2 separate regions of the Mus musculus genome follow, and region 2 is linked to region 1. The links are chromatin contacts, called in public Micro-C maps. All regions are on one chromosome and are shown on one strand. The core of a region is the stretch at or near the end of the contact, and the rest is flanking DNA. Distances in the headings are between cores, read along the strand shown. Region 1 holds the start of Igtp (interferon gamma induced GTPase). Region 2 holds the start of Fam183b (family with sequence similarity 183, member B).

The links. Hi-C and Micro-C count contacts between places; a contact is called where the count stands out from the background.
Region 2: a Micro-C map of embryonic stem cells shows a contact between it and region 1, with 2.0 times the contacts expected there. The contact joins the promoter of Fam183b here to the promoter of Igtp in region 1. A contact is called at or near these places in 2 of 39 promoter capture datasets (cranial neural crest and hippocampal neurons) and 1 of 484 Hi-C or Micro-C datasets (embryonic stem cells).

Annotation. Positions count from the first base shown.
Region 1 is chr11:58,196,929-58,204,319 of GRCm38.p6, reverse strand. Igtp (interferon gamma induced GTPase) reads right to left here and starts at 4,764. Exons shown (of 3, transcript NM_018738.4): 1 at 4,541-4,764; 2 at 2,603-2,852. The coding sequence starts at 2,641.
Region 2 is chr11:58,797,081-58,804,471 of GRCm38.p6, reverse strand. Fam183b (family with sequence similarity 183, member B) reads left to right here and starts at 2,512. Exons shown (of 4, transcript NM_029283.3): 1 at 2,512-2,711; 2 at 5,777-5,836. The coding sequence starts at 2,579.

The sequences.
Region 1 (7,391 bases), core at 3,515-6,014:
CGGGTTGGCTGAATCCTCACCATGAGATCAAGCATTGTGAGCCTCTCGGTTGCAATGAGAATTGGGTGAGGTGACCGAGTGGGCTGTATTGAAGATACATGACTCCCTTGCTATTCCTAGGTAACAGGCCTGTGTAGTGGGTTTGCCCTAATGCTGCTTGTACTCTAATGTTAATTTGGGTCCCCAAAACTGCTTACAGGTTTCTAGGAACTTGCCCCCAATTGGTTCTGACTGGTAAATAAAAATTCCATCAGCCAGTAGCTGGGAAGACATACAGAGGTGGGTTTTTGGAATTTCCCAGGCTTGGGATCAGGAGAGAGGAAGAAGAAGGGAGAGTGTCGAGGAAAGGAGAGACGACATGTCAGAGAAAAGTACAGGCGAGAGAGGTATGGATGCCATGTGAAGGAACCAGGAGAGTGCAGCCCAGACCAGTGGGTCCAGAGCACAAAACAGAACACAGAATTCTTGGAATTCTCTGTACAAGGTAGATTCCATCAGTAGTGGAGGTCAGGCAGTGGCCAGCTATTGTGCTGAGTAAGGCACAATACAAAACACAAAGGTTATGTGTGTGTCTTTCATTCTGGAACATAACGCCAGGAATTATCAATTAATTATTTCAACAGGCCTTCTTCACAATGCCACCATTAACAGGGATTGTTGGAACATAGAATTTGTGGAAACCTAAATCTGTCTTCTAGAACCATGATCAAAATGGCTCCAGAACAAACTATCTCTTATTTCCTTAAGAAAAGGAAAATTCTATCTATTAAAATGATCAGATGGCGGGCTGGCGAGATGGCTCAATGGGTAAGAGCACTGACTGTTCTTCTGAAGGTCCCGAGTTCAATTCCCAGCAACTACATGGTGGCTCACAACCACCCGTAATGAGATCTGACGACCTCTTCTGGTGTGTCTGAAGACAGCTACAGTGTACTTACATATAATAAATAAATCTTAAAAAAAAAAAAAAAAAAGATCAGATGGCATCTTGGGCCAATAGAAAAGCTTCCCCTGCCAGACGTGGTGGCTCCCAGCACTCGGGAGGCAGAGACAGGTGGATCTCTGAGTTCGAGACCAACCTGGTCTACAGAATGAGTTCCAGGACAGCCAGGGCTACACAGAGAAACCCTGTCTCGTTAAAAAAAAAAGAAAGAAAGAAAGAAAGAAAGAAAGAAAGAAAGAAAGAAAGAAAGAAAGAAAGAAAGAAAGAAAGAAAGAAAGAGAAAAGCTTCCCCCATTCTGCTTCTCTGATGTGTCTACTGATATATTTAAATTTACCTTGATTTAGGATTTGTTGTTGTGTAAAGCTATAAAAACCTTCTGAAGCTTCCACATTAGAACATAAATGTGGGGTAACTTAAATCTCTATTCCTAGGCCATGGAAACTCAAAATCGCTCCAGAATAAACAACCTCTTATTTCCTTGAGAGAGAGGGGGCGGGGAGAGGAAGAGGGGAGAGGGGGTAGGGGAGAGGGGAGAGGGAGACACCCCAAGAGGTGTTACTCAGTTGATAAGAGTGTTTGACTAACACACACGAAGCGCTGGGTTCAGTCCCTAGTACCACAGAAAACCGGGCATGTGTCTTAAGCTTGTAGTCCCAGAATTTAGGAGTTGGAAGCAAGAGGATAAGAAAATTAAAGGCATCCTCACCTACACAGTAAGTTTGAGCCTAGCTTGGACTTCGTGAGACCCTGTCTCAAAAAGAAAAAAAAGAAAAAATAGCCCTTTCTGTGTGCATCACCACCAACATTTCAAAACTTCACATCAGCCAGATGTGGTGGTGAACGCCCTTCATCCCAGCAGAAGCAGGCAAATCTCTGAGTTCCAGGACAGTCAGGGCTACACAGAGAAACCCTGCCTCAAATAAATAAATAAATAAATAAATAAATAAATAAATAAATAAATAAATCCTAAATTTGCCAGGAGGTGGTGGCACACACCTTTAATCCCAGCATTTGGGAGGCTGAGGCAGGTGGATTTCTGAGTTCGAGGCCAGCCTGGTCTACAGAGTGAGTTCCAGGACAGCCAGGGCTACACAGAGAGACCCTGTCTCGAAAACAACAAAATAAAACAAACAAACAAACAAACAAACAAAACCTCCCAAACTCAAGACCATCTCTTTGATTCATGTAGTGTGTACCTGTATCCCATGAAGGATACTTTTCCCATCCTTACACTGAAGAGCCCAGTGTCTGCACCAAAAAGCCACCGTTCTAGCTGTGGGACCACTTCCAGGGAACAACTTCTGAGTGTTGATTAGTTCCCTGGGATGGCCCCACCCAGTTCTCTCCTGGGCTAGCGTCTCTCTTTACTCCTTTCCTCGGTGGCCTCCCCTCCTGTCCCGGGTGGCCTCTCTCCTCAGTCCTCTCTCCTGGGATGTTTCCTCCCTTTGTTCCCTTCCTGAAGTGAGTTCATCTCTCCCCCCAGAGCACTGTCTGCAGCCACTCACACAGTGGCTGGGCCTGGACATAAGCTCAGAACGGAGGAGTTCAGCCAAGAGCCCCAACCTGTGTTTGAAGCCTCATCCAACTCCCTGCCAGCCCAACCAGTTTCTGAAGTCTCAGTTTTCTCATCGGTACATCAGGCAAGCCATGCTACTCACCTTCCAGATATTTTGTGGCAACTTTGTGACTAAATCCATGGGACGTGTGTGCCCTGCTCTCTCTCTCTCTCTCTCCACAGCTCTCCGCTGTCTGAGTGAACGCTCTGGAGTCTCAGCTAAAATGGCTGGGCCGGTGGTCCTCGGCTTCTTTCTTCTCTCTTCAACTTTATGGAGTATGAAGGTCTATGTCTGTGGGCCTGAACTCTGTGGGTCTGCTCTAGGCCTTGCACTCTTTACTCTCCTTCAGAACCTGTTAGAAAAACGATTTTACAACAACTGATGACAGATGAGGAAAATGTATTGTCAGAAACCACAAGGAGCTCTTTCTGCCATCTCTCCGTGAGCTTGCTTGTGGTGTGCATGCCCCGGCGGGTGCTCTCAAGAACAGCTGAGAAGAGAGGCAAATGCCAGGCACTCGTCGGGCCGTGGGCCAAGGCATCGCTCAGGTCCTAACTGAGATGATGAAGCAAAGCTACATTGGCGAATTTTAAATCATTGATGATCTCAGAGCTGGGGACTACTGTGGGCCCCAAAGGCAGGCTGAACAAGTGCGGACCTGCTCCCACCTGTCAGTGTGGCTTCACCGTACTGGACCATGAAGAAGCAAGACGAAAACACACAGAGGGGGGAAATCCCGGGATTCTTTTTTTTTTTTTTTTTTTTTTTTGGTTTTTCGAGACAGGGTTTCTCTGTGTAGCCCTGGCTGTCCTCGAACTCAGAAATCCGCCTGCCTCTGCCTCCCAAGTGCTGGAATTAAAGGCGTGTGCCACCTTTTTATAGAGGTGTAAAACATAAATAAAAAGCCCCCGTGGACTGTTCAAGAAAAAAAAAAAACCAACAAAAAGAAAGACAAGGAAAGAAAAAAGAAAAGAAAGGAAGAAAGGAGAGAAGAAAGACATCTTGAATTATACAAAGCAGTTCCTGGTCACGCTTCTGGTTGATCTAAAGCTGACTACAATTCTCCATAAAGATCCAGATCTCTCTAAATACTCTGGGGAAAGGGGGGGAAAGAGATGCCTCAATGAAGAAAGCACTGGCCTCACAAGCAGGAGTTTGAACCCCTGGCATCCACATAAAAGCCAGTTTCAATACTCATGCCTAAAATACCCTAGCTGGAGAGGTGGAGGTCCAGAGGAGGATCCCAGAGGGCTTGCTGGCCAGCCAGTCAGTCTAGCCAAGAGGTTCACTGAGAGATTCTATTTCAATAAAATGAAATAAATTGGAGAGTGACTGAGGAAGACACCCTAATGTCAGCCTCTGGATTATACACACATACACACTGGCAAGCAGACACTCGGGCCCACACACAAATGCAATAGTCTCACACACACCTGCACAAAAAAGGTCACATACACAGTGGAAGTGGCAGCCCATTGGTTGCCTATGTTACTATGTTCCGTCGGGTTGCATTTTGTTATACTCTCTTCCAAAAGATTAAATTAAATGCTGGCAGATGAAGAACCAGCGTCTCCAAGGCAGATAGATAATGCCCAACAGAGTTAGACAAAAAGTTTCCTTATGAACCCAGCCTTCCAAGCCAGAGTTCTAGCCCCTGCGTGTCGCACATGGAGAACAGATGCACATTACACAATTCCAGAATGTTCCAATATTACCTGTGGGCTGTTCTGATCCTGGACTCTGGCCCCTGAGGGGTCATCGAAGTAGTGGCCAAGAGAATTTGAGTAAAATCCCACCTGTTTTCTCTTAACTAGGCTCCCTCAGAAGACCCACAAACCCAGGGATACCCAGGTAAAAAAAGAAGCACACTGCTTCTCTCTGGTGAATTGGAAGGACTTGATTCAGCCAGACACCATGCACTCCGATCCTGAAGACAGTGCAGGAGGGTGCCTGCTGCACAGGGTGCCCCAGAGGAACACCTGACCCCAGACTCCCCTGCCCTGAGCAGGTTTATAGGCCAAGCAGGAGCCCCTCACCTACCTGCTCAGAAGCCTTACAAAGCTGCAATCCAGGCTCAGGACGGTCAGGAGAGAGAGAAGTGTGGTGGGGCAGGGTCCTGTGGGGAAGAGCGATTAGAAGAGGCAGGAGCAGCTGAAGGGCAGCCTGAGCTCCTAGGTTTCCTCTCAGACCCTGCTCTATCTATGTTGGCCCAGATGTAAGTCCCCAACTTCTAGGCGTGAGCCCTGCCTGCCTCCTCCCCAAGGGGCGGGGCCTGATGCCCGAACAGCTTTCAGTTTCAGTTCCTAGAAATGGCTAGTTTTCGGGAGTTAGCACTCAGAGGCCACGTTCTTCTTCAAAGAGAGGGGTAACTGGGCCAGATTCCAGGTATAGAGGTCAGAAGTCTGCCCGTGAAGCCTGCCATTCAGACTTCGGTCAGAGCTGCCTTGTCTGACCCTGCTACCTCCTTTCCGGAGCCCCTCTTAATGATGGCACCATGTTGAGACCCAGCGAACTTGGTCCTTGGAGAACTACTCGCCCTTCATTGCTGCTCCTTGGGGCTTCTGTCGCTTCTCATTGTCTACTCGCTCCTTCCCGCCCACTCAGCTCAGGGGCAGAAATTCCACCTACTCTGCCCTGTTCCAATTCTGTCGTCTCCCCAGGATCAAAGTATGCGGCAGAATATGCCACCTTTAAGTGGTCTCCTTCTGCCCACCGGTTTCTCTTGAGTTCAGGAAAAATATTTAAAACAAAGCAAAACAAAAACCAAAAAATAAAAATAAACACTCTCCCCCCCTCCCCCTCCCCCCTCCCCCTCCCCCCTCTCCCCCTCCCCCTCTCCTTTTTTTTTTGTGTACAGTGATGCCCTGGACCACTGAGTGCCCAGGTAGAGGGGAATGGGCTAGTTTCCCTGTGTAATTGCTTAGCAGGGTAAGTGGCTGATGGGAAGTGTGTGCTCATTTGCACAGTCCATGCCCCCAGGGCTCCCCCCACCCCAGGCCATTTACTGACCTGGTCTTTCATTTTCACTCACTGTCCCTAACATCCTGACTCCCTCCCTCCCCCATCCCTCCCTTCAATAGGTGTGCATGTGCATGAGCCTCGGAGGTCGGAGCAGAGAGTTGGAACCCGTGCAACCGGAGTTACAGGACATTTCTCTGTATAGCTCTGACTGTCTTGGAACTCACTCTGTAGACCAGGCTGGCCTTGAGCTCAGAAATTCGCCTGCCTCTGCCTCCCAAGTGCTGGGATTAAAGGCGTGGCCACCTCTCCCGGCCTGGGCATCAGATCTTAATACAGATGGTTGTGAGCCACCATGTGGTTGCTGGGATTTGAATTCAGGACCTTCGGAAGAGCAGTCAGTGCTTTTACCTGCTAAGTCATCTCATTTTTAAGTGTCTCTGCCACCTGTGACTTCTCTCGCTCAGAAAATGACAGCAGGCAGCACTCTGCAAGATGCCCTTGCACAGGAGTGTTCCTGATCGATGAACTTGGTCAATAGATGATTGACAGGCTGGGGAGATGAAGTCAGTAAGGTGCTTACAGTGCACACACAGGGACCTGAGTTCAATCCTCCAGATCCCATGTCAAAAGTTAGACGTGGTGATATGTACTAGTAACTCCAGTACGGAGATAGGCTGATGGCCAGCCAGCCTAGACTATTTGGTAAGCCCCAGTTACAGTGAGAGACTTTGTGTCAATAAACAAGGTGGAGAACCTCTGAGGAAAGACAGACAAAGTTGTCCTGTAGCCTCCATATGTGTGTGCATACACAGGTGATGATTTACAAAGAAGGTATAACAGACCCCTAGGACCAGGCTGTCTCTGTCCCTGAGACCCAAAGGTGACTGCTGTGCATGCGAACTTCCCAACGATCTCTCCTGTGTGAGGAACATTCGCCACATCAGGGGACATCAGCAGGATTGCCACTATCCACCTGTATTCTTTTCTACCCTTTGCCTTTATAGCTGGCCTCTGCTTCCCGACTGTCACCAGAGCAAGAACAAGAAGCAGACTCCTGTCCCTGCTGGGCTACAGGGAGATGTCAGTTTCGTAAGAATCTAAACAAACCAGGCACTCAGGAGGCAGAGGCAGGAGGATCTCTTGAGTTCGAGGTCAGCCTGGTCTACAGATCAAGTTCCAGGACAGCTAGAGCTACACAAGGAAACCCTGTTTCAAAAACAAAGGAAGGAAAGAGAGAGTGAGAGAGGGGGGGAGGGAGGGAGAAAGGAAGGAAGGAAGGAAGGAAGGAAGGAAGGAAGGAAGGAAGGAAGGAAGGAAGGAAGGAAGGGGAAAGAAGGAAGGAAGAAAAGAAGGAAGGAAAGAAGAGAGAGGAAGGAAGGAAAGAAGGAAGAAAAGAAGAGAGGAAGGAAGGAAAGAAGGAAGGAAGAGAGAGAGGGAGAGAGGAAGGGAGGGAGGAAAGAAGGGAACAATTGTGGCCCATGTTCACACCCCAATTCCTGTATATGTGATTTTTTTTTTAGAAACAACTAGAGGCCCTGCCCCCTCTCTTCCCCTCTCTGTTCCCCCTCAAAGCCTAAGGAAAGAATGCTGCTGTAAACAGTTACCCACACAGTTCCCTGGCACTAGGGGTTTCCATTTCCTGTTCTAAATGTAGTGTCTGCATGAGCCAAGTGGAGTTGGTCCCCAAGTTCAGGAAGATGTTTTAGATTCTTACATTTTAATGATCCCAGCATTCCACCTTGGGAGCTATCGCCACTCAAGCATGCCTCCCATGAGTATAGCCAGTGATCTCTGAGAGGGACCCTGGCTGGCACGGCAGCGTGTATTTATGGACTGGACACCAGATAAAAGTCCATGGCAAAGGGACTCAGCAGATGCAGCGTGTGGACACAGGGTATGCAGAGCACATGTAGCCTGTTCTTGAAGAAGC
Region 2 (7,391 bases), core at 1,263-3,762, 600 kb before region 1:
TCAGGAAATAAGATAGATTGACTAAAAGAACCTTTTCCTACTTTATAGCATAGATGATGAAATGTATACTAAAAGAATTTAGGTGTTAGTATCTGCCATTCATTAGAAGACCAGTTTAGGTAATTTCTGTTTGTCTGGAGTGCCTTAAAACAACAGACATCGCTAGCCTAAAAGCAGGCTGTCACATAATGTATACATTTTCTTGGGAGGTGACATTTTTTAGATTCTTTAAATTGGAGTTATAGGGCCAATGATAAAAACAAAAATCTGTTCTGTTTGTATTTTCTAATTGTAACTGAACTTGTAACCCTGGACATGTAATGAAAAAAAAATCAATCGCATATTCTGTAGTACCTGGATAATCATTAATCTTTGATCTGTGAGACCTGCAGAAATAAATCGCCTGGTTGCTAATCACCCTGAGCACCATGGCCTGACTCCTCCCCCTGCCAACCCCTTATCACCTCCACAGGTTGACTGCCCTGTTAGCTTGGACCCTCACTGGGAAAGGTCCCTGGCACTGAATATCCCATAAGCATCACATTTTACCACTCAAATTGTTCCTTCGAAGTCAAACTATTCTACTGGTCCAGACACTCGAACCAGCCTCTGATTTTGCCCCATGCTGGCGAATTTTAAACATTCATTTCCTTTTCTTTCATCTAAATAGCCATCTTCATCTCCCATGCTCTAAAAATAGCTCATTGTGCTTTAATAGCCATCTCTTCTTAGGCTAGGATTCCTTCCTCCAGCCCTGTATGGAGCGTCCCAGATGCTAGGCTAATAGTTCAGGGTAAAGGACACTGTATGGATGGAGTACAAGCGAAATCTTATAAATTTTCCTCAAACAAACCATGTTGCTTGGAAGACTTTATTTCTTCTTACTTTCAGGAAGTCAGTGAAGACTCCAAGAGGCTGTTTTTAGCCTTGCTTGGAACACAGGGGCCAGGCATGGGTCACAAGGGCAATGCATTGATCTACTTAAACCAGTGTGATACAATCATCTGAATGTTCTAAGGGACTATATAATATAATGATGCAAGCAAACAGAACTGCAGACACCCAGTCACACACAAAACACCAAACACATACCTGCCTCTACTGTGCTGGGGACTGGGAATGTGGTGTGAGGGTGGGGGGAGGGGAGAGGCGGGAGGAGGATGTGTCTCACCTTAGGTAGCTTAGGCATAAACAAGTACATTTAGTGAAGTAACTAAGTTTGCAATAAAGCACCAACAGAGAAGGACTCTACAGCCTGCTAAGGCTTTTGAAAAGCGATTGCATGTGAGCTCACATAAATGTGGGGTATCCAAGAGGCAAAGAGCCCAGCAGGCTGAGGAGAAAAGCCGAGAGAAAAAAACTATGATGTCTTCTATAGATGTGGGGGATTGGGCAGCAATGGCCGCACACCTAACGAGTGCAATACTGTCTATCACACATCGAACATTCTGGGTCATAAATGAGTGAATGGATAAAAGATCACACGTTTTAGCATCTGTGTTTATCTGCTCATCAAAGCCAGGGTGGATCCTTTCCCTACTGTAGGTTACTTATGGCTATTTAAAAATAAATCATGTTATAGAAGATGCTTAGGGGTTGAACATAGGAATAAAAAGAAAGGTGGTGGTTGTCAGTTGAGTGGGGTGTCAGAGGACAGTTGCCTAAGGGTGAGTTTTAGAGCTGGGTTTCACACTATGCCCCTACTTCATGCAGCTGGACCGGATGCTTGAGAATATCGAAGACAGGAGATCTTAGAAGATGTGCATTTTACCACAACCAATCATTGAAAGTAGTTGGGTCTGGTGGGGCAGGCCTATTATCCCAGCAACTCAGCAGGCGGAGGCAGGAGGATTGCAAGTCCAACCTCTGCCTGGGCAACTTAGTGTGGTCCTGTCTTAAAATAAGAAGGGAAGGGCTGGAGATAGCGCTCAGGGCTGAAGCAGCTTCGCAGCATGCAGAAGCGCTGAGTTCAACCCCTAGTGTTGTAAAAATAATGAAATAAATCATTAAGATGTCAAATTACTTAGGTTAGGAAGGGTAGTGGTCCTGTTTGTTTCCGTGTACCAGTCAGATTATTTTACTTTCTGTTTCCCCACCCACCAGTGTGCATGTGTGTGTTAGAGGTGGTTTTTGTTTATTTTAATTCTGAGCACCTACTTTCAAACCTATTGGCTCTGGCCCCTCCCCAAATCATCTCTAGGAAGCGACCAGTCATGCTGAGGTGCACGTTTCAGCCTCTTCTTCCTGGGTGGTCCAAAGAAAGGCAGCTCTTTCCTAGCAGCGCACAGGACACAGGGGTGACTCTAGATCCAGAGGCTGAATCTGGGTCTGAGGACATTGGAGGAGGCCTAATAGATACCAGCAGCCTGAGAGCTGGGAGGGGTGGAGTGGACAGAAGCCAGGGAAAGGCTTTCTGGGCAGGTGGTGCTCCGAGCCTGGGCGCTGTTGCCTAGAGACAGAAAGGACGCTGTGGCCTGAACACAAGAGGAACATCCGTTGCCTGGAAACTGTAGAAGACGACCTTTCTCCTGGTAAGGGCAGGGCAGATAGCTTGACTTCTCAGAGCAAAAACATGGCCATGGCAGGACGTGTGGGGCAGATGAAGAATCAGGATGAAGTTCACCAGAATCAGATCTTGCGGGAACTCTTTCTCAAAGAGCTACGGGCACAGAAGCTGTACACGCAGTATCACGTGAATCCCCTGCGCAAGGGTGAGCTGGCCCAAGAGGGTTGGGAGGGGTGGGAGAGCACGTGTCCTCTGCCTCAGGTTATCTCTTTAGAGTTCAGACAGCTAAGCTTTGAGGGAATCGCTCCCCTTGTCACCCCAGGCACAAGAGATACATTAAAATGCATCCAGAATTAAACATTTTAGATGTAGAATAAAGAGAGATGATTAATGGGGTAGTTTTGCTTTTCAAACAATTGCCCAGGGTTTTTAATGTCTGCTTTTTGTTAGTAGTTTGGTCTCTTCCTAATATACCCAAAGGGGTTTGTCTTTGTATGGTTTGTTATTATTGCTTTGATTTTTTTGCTACAGCCCTCCTTAAGACTTAGAAGTGGTGGGCTACCAGGTGCAGAGCTTGACCATCCTCCTCACCCTGACCCCAGCAAAGTCACCCCTCCCCCTGGCCTCCCATGGCTTCCCTCCTCTGGGACTTCACAGAGCTCTGTGAAAATGCTTCTGGGCCTGAAACAGACTTATGTGTCCCACCACCTCCCAGCTGCCTTCTCTGGAGCAGCTGGGTGAATCTCTCCCATCCTCTGCTGCAATGCTGGCCTGGTTTAATCATCCTGTGTAAGCAGTTATTCGGATACCACTTCACCTCATTGCACATGCTGGTCACCGCCATCCCACACTTCTCCCAATTAACATCTGCACAGCCCAGTAAAAGGTCAGAATGCACACACAGACCTTCTATCCATTTAGGCCATTCACCTTCTTTCCTTTTCTTTTTTTCTTTTCTTTTCTTTTCTTTTCTTTTCTTTTCTTTTCTTTTCTTTTCTTTTCTTTTCTTTTAGATATTTTCTTTATTTACATTTCAGATGCTATCCCCTTTCCTAATTTCCCCTCCATAAATCCCCTATCCTTCCCCCTTTCCCCCTGCTCCCCACCCACCCACGTCTGCTTCCTGGCCCTGGCAGTCCCTTATACTGGGGCATAGAACCTTTACAGGACCAAGGGCCTCTCATCCCATTAATGACCGACTAGGCCATCCTCTGCTGCATATGCAGCTAGAACCACGAGTCCCTCCATGTGTTTTCTTTGATCAGAATACCCAAGATACAATTTGCAAAACACATGAAACTCAAGAAGAAGGAAGACCAAAGTGTGGATACTTCCATCCTTCTTAGAAGGGGGGAACAAAATACCCATGGAAGGAGTTACAGAGACAAAGTTCGGAGCAGAGACTGAAGGCATGGCCATCCAGAGACTGCCCCACCTGGGGATCCATCCCACAAACAACTACCAAACCCAGACACTATTGCAGATGCCAAGAAGAGCTTGCTGACAGGAACCTGATATAGCTGTTGCATGAGAGGTTCTGCCAGTGCCTGACAAATACAGAAGTGAATGCTCACAGTCATCCATTAGATGATGGAGCACAGGGTCCCCAAGGAAGGAGCTAGAGAAAGTACCTAAGGAGCTGAAGGGGTTTGCAGCCCCATAGGAGGACCAACAATATGAACTAACCAGTACCCCCAGAGCTCCCTGGCCATTCACTTTCTAATAGAGTGTTTGAAGCCCCACAAGGGTTTGAGATAGTCTGAGGGACTCTAAGCTACTCTCCTCCAAGCAGCAACCTTCCACCCACCCCCTCCCCCACGCCCCACTCCTATTTTTGCTACATATATTAAAAGACCAGAGAGGACTAGTCACTTTGTAAACATTTTAGTTGCCTCCTGCAGTTTCTGAGCAGAATTTCAACCCACCAGCCTGTAAGGTTCTATTGGTTCTGGCTCTGGTTCCTATCCAGCTCCACCCATTCTGAACACCTACATGGAGTCGCATCCATCCCATGCTACCCAAGATCCTTCAGTAAAGCCCTAGTTCCCACTCTGCTCTGTAGCAGACCCCGCCCCCACAGTCCTTCCTCCTTTCATTTCTGTAGAAATAGATTTTCTAAACGTGTCAGACCATCTCCTATATGTACGTGTTCCTTGTCCCCAGTGTCTGCCCCTCCTTAGCCATAGTGCACAGCAGCCTGGCTGTCTGCAGAAAGTGCGGAGACTTCACTTTGCCCGTCTGTAACCTAGTTTTCACCAGGATCCCTGACCACTAACGTCAGGAGGACTATTCTCCAGCTCTGTTTAAACATTGTCCATTCTAAGACTTAAGATGACAGCTTTCTCAGACACTGCTGTCTCCTGGCCCAGACTCCCTGGGTCCACTGGAATAAAATGGGAATTCACTGCAGTGTGTTGGTGCTTGCTGTCCTCCATAAGGATTTTGCTAATATACTGGACATGGCAAAGAGAGTGACACAAATGCATATCTTAGGTGTCGGGATGTGTGGCTGGGAGGAAAATGGCCAATGAGGTCCAAGACAAACTGGATCCCATCTCCTTGCTCATTCCCGTTGCTCTTCACCAGCTCCCTCCTCCTCTCCAGCATCCCCTGTCACTCATCTTCCCACGTGTTCTCACACAGTGGACCCCAACTCCTTCATTCAGGACTCACAAGCATCTCCTTGGGATACTCACCACACACCCATGCCATCCATCACCTCTAAGCATGGAGCTTGCTCTCAGGCTCTCCCTCACGTGTTATCCCATGTTGATGTGCTGTCAGTCAACACGCGTAGAAGGTTCCTAGAGCATGCCTGTCTGCAGTGTTCCCATCAGTACCAGGAAGTGGAGGATATGGGCTCAGTTCTTCCTATCAATGGACTTCTGTGTGTCCATCCCTTCTGGTTCTTGGGAACTGGCCTTCAGGTATATTTGCTTCTCTGCCAACCAGCACGGACCAGGGAATGGTTTTCCATGCTGGAAACTAGAAGCCAGTATCCACCTGGGACACTTGGAGAGTGTCCCTGTGCTATGAATTGACTATTAGCTGTGCTTCATTTTGGTCATCTCAGGTCCAATAGACACTCCTGGCTATGGTACTAGTGACATGCTTGCTGTAAGGTCTTGCTCCTTAGTGTCTAGTACAGTTACTGGCATATGTCAAACTCCTCAGTGAATGCTAAGCAGGGGGACCTGGTTGCAGGTGAGTTTAGGACAGATGTCACCTGCTAATGTCAACTGTGCTGCTTGTATTTTTTTTTTTTTCTAGTTCACACAATTACCAGGAAGCCCATGTCTTGGCATGATAACTTGGAGGAGCCAGAAGATGGTAGGTGCTGGGCTCGAGAACGCCAAGGTTCAGAGCACAGAGGGGCAGGCAGGCTGGTGACACCTCTCAGGGTTCTGCCACCTTGGGGGCAAGTATAGGGTCCTCTAAAACTAGATTTAACCAAGGTCACGGGAGACTGACTTATTCAGCCACAGTGCCATGTTATTAAGTATGAAGCCAACAATAATGTTTCCAATGCCCTAACCATCCACCCATCCACCCATTCACCCATCCACCCATCCACCCATCCACCCATCCACCCATCCACCCATCCACCCATCCACCCACCCATTCAACACCCTGAAGTCATATTAACTGGTTTCAAATTTCAATCCCACCACCCACTAAGCAATTGTCTTTGACCAGTGCTCTAGTTTTACTCTGTTGCTGTGTAAAACACTCTGACCAAAAGCAATTTGAGGAGGAAAGGGCTTATTTCATTATATATTTCCAGGTTTGTTCCCCTGAGACAAGCCAGGGAAGGGACTCAAACAAGCTTGAAGCAGAAGTCATGGAAAAGGCTGCTTGCTAGTTCAGTTTCTGGCTCACTTGTTTACAAGCATATGTTCAGCTAGCTTTCTTATACAGCCCAGGACCACCTGTGTATGGTTGGTGCCACTCATAGTGGACTGAACCCACATACATGAATTATCAATTAAGATAGCCCACAGGTCTACCTGGTCTAGGCAATTCTTCAGTCTAGGCTTTCCTCTCAAATGTCTCTAGGCTGTGTCAAATTGACACTTAACCTATGACAACTAGTTAGCCCCGTTTTTTTTTTGTAAACCTTTCTGAAACAATTTTTAGGGTTATTATGAAGTCTAGGCAAAATAATACAAGTACTTGGGATGGGGTGTGATATGTGGTGGTCAGTGAATGTTGGTCATTTTTCTCATAATTACCACGTAAGAGAACATGGAATGGGGCTAGGAGGAGACTCTCATTATGAAGGAAAAGGTAGTAGGTTTGTACACTCCTGGAGAAGCCTTAGGGAACGGGATACATGTGTTACAGACTGGTGCTGCTGTCAGGCAGTGGCATTTTGGAAAGAGTTCTCAGACTCCAGGTAGATAGAGAGCCTCCCGGGGGAGCCTGTGTAAGGACAGTTCCGTTGCCGGATTTTCCCTGTCCAGTTACATTTAGGGCAGCAGGAGGTCTGTGATTGGACAGGGAAAAGGGAGGTGGAGTTAAGAGTTGCAGGGACAGAGAGTGTCTCAGAGGTAAGAAGGAAGGCAAAAGTGGCTTTAACCAGCCACAGGTAGTTATGATATCATAAGGATTCTAACCTTCTAATTGGGATAAAGCTTTTATCATCTTCAATTGGTTCTGAAATTATTATATTGGATTCTTAGAAATTGAGAATTTATTGATACATAAATCTGACTGGTTGATTATAAGGCTTAAGAGTTTTGCTTTACTTGGTGACTGGAATGTGGGACCACCAATGGCAGAGGGAATTAGCAGCTCCAGGGACAAGTGAGCCAGACACTGCAGCGGCTAGCTGGAGAGAGTTGCTGCTTGCTGGCGGCAGGAGTGTGGGAAGCGTGCTGGCTCT